Regions from separate parts of the Mus musculus genome. Here all the other regions are linked to region 1. A link is a contact called in public Hi-C and HiCAR-type data. All regions are on one chromosome and are shown on one strand. The core of a region is the stretch at or near the end of the contact, and the rest is flanking DNA. Distances in the headings are between cores, read along the strand shown.

Region 1 (2,718 bases), core at 82-2,581:
AAGAGGGCATCAGATCTCATTATGGATGGTTGTGAGCCACCATGTGGTTGCTGGGATTTGAACTCTGAACCTTCGGAAGAACAGTCAGTGGTCTTAACCGCTAAGCCATCTCTCCAGAATGTTTTTTTTAAACCTCAAAGACCATCCCTAGTGGCACACTCCTCCAAAATGACCACACCTTCTAATTGTTCCCAAACAGCCCCAAATTGGGGACCAAGTACTCAAACATAAGAGTATGGTGGGGGGCATTCTCAGTTACCCCCTCCCCTCACATTTGCCTACCCATAGCTGTAGTTTCTAGGACTCTTGAAGCAGCACATTCATAGTCTATAGGAAAGTGAATGAATGCTTTATACAGGGACACTCGCCCTGCAGCACACACTTGTTTCTCTATGGTGGCTCTCAGAGAGCCTGATCCAGTACTCAGGAGCCATACCTGCCATGCTTATGAAAGCAGGAGGATGCTATGAGCTCAACTTCAGCTTTGTTTTCGTTTTTATTTTTTATTTGTTATTTTTGCCTGTAATGGAGTCAGATGGATTTATACACACAAACACAAAGAGAGAGGGCAGGAGGGAGGGAGGGAGGGAGGGAAGGAGGGAGGGAGGAGAGAGAGAGAGAGAGAGAGAGAGAGAGAGAGAGAGAGAGAGAGAGAGAAACATCCAGTGGAAGGTCAGAGCACAGGCCTGAAAGTAATACTTGTGCTTAAACTCTGGGTCAGTAGCTTATCCCTGGGTGACCTTCAGCTATTTGTTGCAACTCCCTAAGGCTCGGAGTTTGTTACCTGAAAATTCAGGATCAAGATACAACCTCTTAGCCTCGTCCTGGGATTAAAGGATAATGAGTCACACACACTGAATGTAGACCTCAGAGTATTGTGCTGGCCACATGATAGCTGGTTACAAACCAAGTCCGCTGTGCCCACGAGGGCGAGCTATTGTTACTAATAAAAAATGAGGAAAGGGAGTTAAAGCTCTAAAGACAGTTGCTCCCTTCCTAGGTCTGGGTCAGGCAGAAAGCCCGAGTTCTCGAACTTAAAAGGGACTTTGGGTGGTGGGTGGGTGGAACCTGTAACACTTGGGACCCGAGATCTCCTGCACGGGCCGAGTCAGGGGGTGGGGGCGGTCGCGTGGCCAGCTATGGGAAGGTCTCAAATGATCCCCTTCTCAGGCCAGAAGGGTCCTGTGCAAGCGAGGTCCCCCAGTATCCCGGGCCCCCAGCGTCCCAGGGCGTCGCCCCGTGCAAGGAGGGAGAGGAGGGGCGAGCGCGGGACTTTCCCCGCCTCCCTCCTCTTTCCATAAATCACCGCTGCAGCGGCAGCGGCGGAGCCGGGAAGTGTACGGAGCCGGAGCGCAGCGTGGTGGCACCAGACACCTCCCTTTTCCCCGCCGCTTTCTTTCCTTTCTCTTCTCTCACTTCGGTCTTTTAAACCTCCCTCTCCCTCCTCGCCGGGAGACCGCCCCGGTCGCCTCGCCGCGCCTACACTGGTGGCGCCGCCGCCGTCTCCGGGCTGCGCCGGGACTCGGGAAAGCGAAGGCGGCGCCGCTCCGCCGGTGCTCTCAGCCGCCCGCCCGGCCTGCGGGCGCCGCGGTCTTCGAGCCGCTGCCGCCGGGCGATGGTGGCCGCCCGCGCGCCCGCGCTGCAGCCGGGCGCCCCCTAAGTTTTCCAGCTACAGCCGCCGCGCCGTGGAGCCGAGAGCGCAGGAGACGAGGAAAGTTTGGCGGGCTGCGCCTCCCGCGGCCAGCGCCCGAATCCCGTCGGCGGGAGTGGCCGGAGGCGGCATGGCCCGCGAGCCGGAGGAAGAGGAGACCGTAAGGCCGGCCGCTGTGGTCCGCCGCTGTCCTCGCTGCCCTGGCTGGCCTGGGGCCCCGCGGCCGCCCCTTTGGCTGCTCTGCCTTGTGGCATGCTGGATCTTGGGCGCCGTGGCCGACGCCGACTTCTCCATCCTGGACGAGGCGCAAGTGCTGGCGAGCCAGATGCGGAGGCTGGCTGCCGAGGAGCTGGGGGTGGTCACCATGCAGGTAAGCGACCCCCTTCGCGCCGCCTCACTTGCAGCGCTCTCCCGCTGCGCAGAGCCCTGGGCCGCTGCACGGAGTGCCCAAGCGGGCTGTGGGACCTCTCGGTTCCTGCAGACTTCACCACATCCAGTGCTCTCTGTCCCGTGTACTCATTTGCCGCTGCCCTCTTCTGCAGAGCCTCTGCCCCGCACCCACTTTCCCCCTCTTCTCGGCCCCGGCTCCTTTCTTGTTGGCTGGGGATTCTCTGCTCTATCCGCGCTTCCTTCCCCAGTTTGCACTCTCTTCCTTCGCAGATTTGTTTTCACTCGTCACTCCTGCAAACTCCCCTTTCCTCTTTGTGTTCCCATCCCTAGGCAGCGGTCCCGCCCGGCTCGGGGCATTCTCCAAGGCTCCCCCACTCCACCCTCTTGAAACCTCCCAGCGTCCTGGAGACCAGGCGCACGAGTGGGCGAGGGAGCGAAGGTAGATTGTCCGCCTGGGCCGCAGGACTGTTGGGGTCCGGGCGGCCCAGCAACCGGGGCTCGCTCTCCCTGCCCTGCCGCTTTGGGGGAGGGGAGGGGCTGATCTGGCGGATCCCCCGCTCCAGTCCTTCTGGGGACTCTTTTTCTTTCCGCTCTTGCGGCCATTGGTCGCCTCTTGTCCGCTGTGTAATTTCTGGTTTGTGTGTGCCTTCGCTGGGAAGGGCAAGGTGAATAGGGTT
Region 2 (2,700 bases), core at 109-2,608, 170 kb after region 1:
TATTTGGTGATGAATATTTGATTAACCCTAGTATTCAGGAGCTGAGGCAGGAGAGTTGTGAGTTCAAGGACAACCTGAACTGCATGGTGAATTTGAGGAAAGCCTGGATTTCTAATTATCATCATCACCACCATCACCACCACCACCACCACCATCATCATCATTCAGGGGCTGGGGAGATAGGTCAGTAACTTGCTGTAAAAGCATGAGGACAGAACTCAGAATCCCCAGGGCTCACACAATCCCAGGCACAGTAGCACAGTTCTCACTTGGTGAGAAGAGAGGTGAAGATTGGGGAATCCTTGGAAGCTCTCATGCCAGCTAGCCATTGGCAAACAACAACAAATGACCTTGTTTCAAATTAAGGTAGAAGGCAAGGACCAACACCCAAGAGTGTTCTGACTTCCACACAGGAGGCCAGCCATGAGTGCCCAGCACATCACACACAGACACACAGACACACATACACAGACACACATACACACACACACACACACACAGAGAGAGAGAGAGAGAGAGAGAGAGAGAGAGAGAGTTTTAAAAATAGAACAAAGTTTAAAAATATAAGAAGTTTCAAGACAGGGCACACACAGGTGAATATCACTGGGGTTGAAGAAACACCAAGTATGATCCACAGCTGGGAGCAGCTACCAGGCAGTTAGACAGTGCAGTGTGATGTGAATACAGGAGCCAAGATACCCAGGTCTCGGCCCCAACTGGGGTTCTTTGGCCAATGGCTTAAGAGTATTTCTAACTCCAAGGCAAGAATAGTAACAACACGATAGAACTGGTTTATGAATGAGATGTCATAAAGTAAAAGCGAGTCTCTGTGTCAGCTCTGGGGGCATGGGAATCCTTCTACCATTCTCTGGGTACCAGCGTTCCTAAGTGATGTGGTGGCCCTTCGAATACCATCTGTGCGGTTTCCATTGCTCTGGAGTGAGACTAGTGAAGGCAAGGTCAAAGTCACAGATCTAGTCCCTAGAGACAAGGTCTATTAGCAGTTTCCATGGTTAGAGAATGGACCTCACACCAGCAAGTGTATGCTTGCCCAACAGGGACCAGCCACATGAGAAGACAGATTAGTGCAAATGAACCATTTGTACTAGAAAAAAATAGTCCAGGACATAGAATGTCACCCTACTATGTGAAGAGTAACAGCTTCCATTGAAGGAAACGTCATGCTTCCTATTCACAAGATGTTTCTTAAAAGGCAGAAAGAAAGAAAATGTTTTGTAGGAAATTTACAACCTTCTATCTGGTGGGATTTTTTTTTTCATCCTACAAGTAGTTTATGCAAAACAGATGCCTGAAGAGCCATGCGCGCACACCCCTGTGGGCTCTGTGGTTATATTTCATTTTCTTCCTCTTTCAGTTCTCGCAGACAACCTGAAATCTAACCCTGGAATCAAGTGGCAATATTTCAGCTCAGAAGAAGGGATTTTCACCGTCTTCCCAGCACACAAGTTCCGGTGTAAGGGCAGCTACGAGCACCGCAGTCGGTATGGTGACTTCCTGCATGGGGCGTTTGTTGCTGACAGTGATCTACAGGGAGGGGTGGGCGGTGACTCTGAATTAGAGGACTTGCTCAATCTGGGCAAGGCCCCCAGATTCCAACCTCGGCAGTGAGGTCCACACACAACAGTTCTGCACTAAATCAGAGCTTAGATTCTAAAACTTTTTCTTGCTCGGGAATAATGTCTACATTTGATCACATAGCTGTGCCTGCGCTCAGGCAGGGTGATGCTAAAGCCCCGAGTTTTCCAACAGCTATATCTATCATGCCAAGCAAAGCAATGGGCAGGAATTGCTCAGTGCGCTTAATGTTTTGTTCTCTGAACATCTTTGTTGAAATAGACATGGCAGCACCTTCTCCAGTGTGGGCCTCGAGCATAACAACGTAATACATTGCGTTGTAGAGTTTGCGGCTAACCTTCCTTTCTCAGCTTTACTCTTTTGAAGTGTACTACCCGCTTCAGCGCCTGCAAGCTTTAAGGTTGTTCACAAGCTTAGGGTTAAAGGTCACTACCATCCTGCTTCCTCACAGAGAAAGAACTTGGTTGGACTGTGTCGCCAGCGGGAAAGGAGTGATGAGATCATTTGTAAAGCAAGGCTCATCAATTCACAGAAGCCCCTAGGCAAAGATGTACTCCTTTGAGCCCCAACAGGTTTCCCTTTGGCAGTGTTTGGTGTTCAGTGCCTAGAGGTTGTGGGAGATGCCCGCTCTCCCCAAAGAGTCGGGGAGTATCCCTTCATCTTTCCTTCACATTGTGTCCAGGATCTTTCCCTAAGGGTGGGGGAATCTTTGTGTGCTTTTCAAGGGAGGGAGGGAGGGAAGAAAGGAGAGAAAATTATTATTTGTATGGTTTTCATCATCCTCACCCTAGCTATTCTGGTACAGTTACCTGCCATGGAGACTTGACCAGAAATCATGCCTTTACTGTCTAGTTCAGCCATTCTCAGCCTCCCTACTGATGAGAGGGAGGGAGCCTTTAATACAGGTCCCTCATGTTCAGGTGACCCCCAACCATAACATTGTTTTCCTTGCTATTCCATAACTGTAATTTTGCTATTGCAATGAATGGTAGTGTAAATATCTGTGTTTCCCAATGGTCTTAGGTGTGACCCCTGTGAAAGAGTCCTCCAACACCCAAAGGGGTGGCAACCCAGAGGTTGCGGACCACTGGTTTGGTTGGAGAG
Region 3 (2,700 bases), core at 93-2,592, 190 kb after region 1:
TCCTACGTCGTCCTTATAACGTGTCTTGTTCTGTGATTTCAGGGTATACTCTTATGCATCCGTCTCTCACCAGGCCATACTTACTGTCAGAGCCTCCCCTTCATACTGACATCATACATTATGAAAACATCCCCAAGTTTGAATTGGTTCGGCAAAATATCCTAAGGTAAGAGTTGGTGAGGGGTGCAGTATTTCATGTTTTCTAAGAAGGAGACCCATTGAAGGGTACGTGTGTTTGCCACAGGGTGTAAGGCAAGTATAGAGATTATCTTGTTACCAATGGTTTTCTGAGTAGTTTTTTTATACTCGTAGGAGCCAAGGTGAAGGCTCAGTGGGTGAAGGTGCTTGCCATGCAGGTTTGGCAATCCAGAAACCACATAAAGGTGGAACAAAAGAATGGACTCCTCAGTAATCCTCTAAACTACACACTTGCACCATGGCAACCCCCAGCCCTCACACACATATGTATGTACACACATGTTGCTAACACATATGCAACAATAATAAAGAAAGTTAGATTAGAAAACAGGACTTTAAAGAAGAGCAGCCAGAATCTAAGATGTAACAGGGAAAGTCTCTCAAACTTGTTTAAAGGCAATGTCCCATCAATCAAATTTCACACTTACATTGAGTTGAATTGTAAAATAAAGTATGTGCTAGCTTATTTCTAGAAAGTCTGATGTTTAGCCCAAACTGAAATGTATTAGCAAAATAAACAGGTAAGATGAGGACCAGTGACGAGCTTATCAGCATAGTGTCCAACAGCACTTTTTGCAGCACTCTCTCTTAAAATACAAACAGATTGGATGTTTTCCAACTGTGATATGTTATTTTGGCAGACGGTAACCTATGGAGAAATGAGTCTCTGCACCCATTGGTTGGAAATTAATAAGTGAGCGATTTGAAACAAGTCAGTCTCTGGAAAGAATTAGCACTGGGGGCAGGGTAGAGGCGGAGGACGGCTTTTAATGCAGGGCTGACATAATGCTTTTACAAAATTGAAAAATCTCACATCGCGTCTTTCAAAAGTGATGAGTTTCAGCGCTGTTCAGGAGCAGGCGGTACCCATTGGCTCCCGGCTTCTTCCTCGCCTATAATTGAGTGCTTAATTCTCTCTCTTGCCCAAGGCATTGAGTTCTCTTTTTCCACACAGCCTCCCTCTCGGCAGCCAGATTATCACTGTCCCTGTGAACTCGTCCCTGTCTTGGCACATCAACAAGTTGAGGGAGACTGGGAAGGAGGCCTACAACGTGAGCTACGCCTGGAAGATGGTGAGTGATCAGAAGTCCTGTGGGTCTGACGGGCGACGAAGTCCAGCTCAGTGTTCTTCTCACAGGCACAGTGGAGAATGCGGGCCAGCCAATGTGACTAACTAGATTTAGAGAGATGGAGAAAGAAGACATTCCACAGATGGTTTATATTTTTTTTCCCTTTCTTGTTTAGAAAACCGGTAATTGTTCATGACAAAGAGATCAAATCATATGAAAGGATATGAAAGGAAAAAAATAAGATTCTCCCCTTCCCACCCTTGACCCATTTCCCATCATAACCACTTCAGTCCGGTTTTCAGGATTTCTTTCCTGCACAAACAAGTGTCTGTGTGTACACATACATGAGGTTCATTACTGACTATATGAATTTATGTAGCTAGAACAAAGCTCTTTAAGTGATTTTTTTTTTATTACAGTTACTTATTTGTATGTGTGTGGACACACGGAGGCCAAAGGACAACCTGTGATAGTTGGTTCTCTACTTCCCACCAGGACAGACTTATGGCATCACAGTTGGCAGAACTGAGCCACCTGCAGACCTTTTTTGTTTTGTTTTGTTTTGTTTTTTCTTAAGATTTATTTGTTTATGTATATGAGTACACTGTAGCTGTCTATAGACATACCAGAAGAGGGCATCAGATCTCATTACAGATATAGATCATTCTCTATAGTTTGTTTGGTCTTGTTTTTTAATTGTTTTTATTTTTAAATTTAAACTTAGTAGCAAATCAGGGTTTAAAAAGAAGATATAAGTCTGGAGAGATGGCTCAGGGGTTAAGAGCACTGACTGTTCTTCCAGAGGTCCCGAGTTCAATTCCCAGCAACCACATGGTGGCTCACAACCATCTGTAATGAGGATCTGATGTCCTCTTCTGGTGTGTCTGAAGACGGTGACAATGTACTCATATATGAAATAAATAGATAATTCTTTTAAAAAGAAAAATAAGAAGATATAAATACATAAATGCCTTCTGTGATGACTCAAGGAAATGAGGCCTTAGATTAGAGATTGGAGTATGTCCTTGGCACAGACAGATTGACAGTGGAGCCATGGCTAGGGTATGATCAGGTGCTGTCTCCTACCAGCCCCAGTCACACTGGGGCTGAGAGTCATAAACAGATGACAGCACTCTCTTTTATCAACATGGCGAAGCAATGTTACTGGGTGATCCAAGGTTCTACAAGCAGTAGAAGCAACGATGTTCTTGTTTAGTCCCAAATTTTAATTACTGAACTTAACAATGCAGAGGTGCTTGCCATTCTCACCAACCTCCATGATCTGCGTCAGTCACTTTCCCTGGCTGCTCAATGCAGGCACAGGGGAGGGTAGGCAGAGGTGTGTGGCTGATGCCAACATCGACATACTGCGGTTAGTATAAGTAGAAACATCTACGTTAAAATATGATGAAAGCTATGGTATAGTGAATCC

Evidence for each region. A called contact is a pair of places that touch in the nucleus more often than the background predicts. HiCAR-type assays count read pairs that join an accessible place to other places.
Region 2: a contact with region 1 is called in a Hi-C map of uterus, with 2.7 times the contacts expected there. The contact joins the enhancer-like site here to the promoter of Cachd1 in region 1. A contact is called at or near these places in 4 of 39 promoter capture datasets (frontonasal cranial neural crest, hippocampal neurons, maxillary cranial neural crest and 1 more), 5 of 484 Hi-C or Micro-C datasets (nephron progenitors, palatal mesenchyme and uterus), 13 of 115 datasets of contacts at active chromatin or transcription factors (craniofacial prominence, differentiating embryonic stem cells, embryonic forebrain and 9 more) and 1 of 9 other capture datasets (adipose tissue).
Region 3: a contact with region 1 is called in a HiCAR-type map of fibro-adipogenic progenitors, with 4 times the contacts expected there. The contact joins the enhancer-like site here to the promoter of Cachd1 in region 1. A contact is called at or near these places in 2 of 39 promoter capture datasets (the 3T3-L1 cell line and neural stem cells), 16 of 484 Hi-C or Micro-C datasets (beige adipocytes, cerebellum, cochlea and 9 more), 21 of 115 datasets of contacts at active chromatin or transcription factors (the NIH/3T3 cell line, craniofacial prominence, differentiating embryonic stem cells and 14 more) and 2 of 9 other capture datasets (adipose tissue and embryonic stem cells).

The regions. Positions count from the first base shown.
Region 1 is chr4:100,775,348-100,778,065 of GRCm38.p6, forward strand. Cachd1 (cache domain containing 1) reads left to right here and starts at 1,332. Exons shown (of 27, transcript NM_198037.1): 1 at 1,332-2,021. The coding sequence starts at 1,782.
Region 2 is chr4:100,947,698-100,950,397 of GRCm38.p6, forward strand. Cachd1 (cache domain containing 1) reads left to right here. Exons shown (of 27, transcript NM_198037.1): 5 at 1,376-1,502. Among named protein-coding and RNA genes, the nearest start is that of Raver2, 120 kb to the right of the region's middle. Within about 2 kb of position 1,359, at least 26 of the 459 cell types and tissues checked have an H3K27ac peak or open chromatin away from gene starts, as enhancers often do. A contact at or near this core is called in adipose tissue, fibro-adipogenic progenitors, nephron progenitors and 2 more, where this site is marked.
Region 3 is chr4:100,966,904-100,969,603 of GRCm38.p6, forward strand. Cachd1 (cache domain containing 1) reads left to right here. Exons shown (of 27, transcript NM_198037.1): 11 at 43-166; 12 at 1,154-1,271. Among named protein-coding and RNA genes, the nearest start is that of Raver2, 100 kb to the right of the region's middle. Within about 2 kb of position 1,343, at least 19 of the 459 cell types and tissues checked have an H3K27ac peak or open chromatin away from gene starts, as enhancers often do. A contact at or near this core is called in adipose tissue and fibro-adipogenic progenitors, where this site is marked.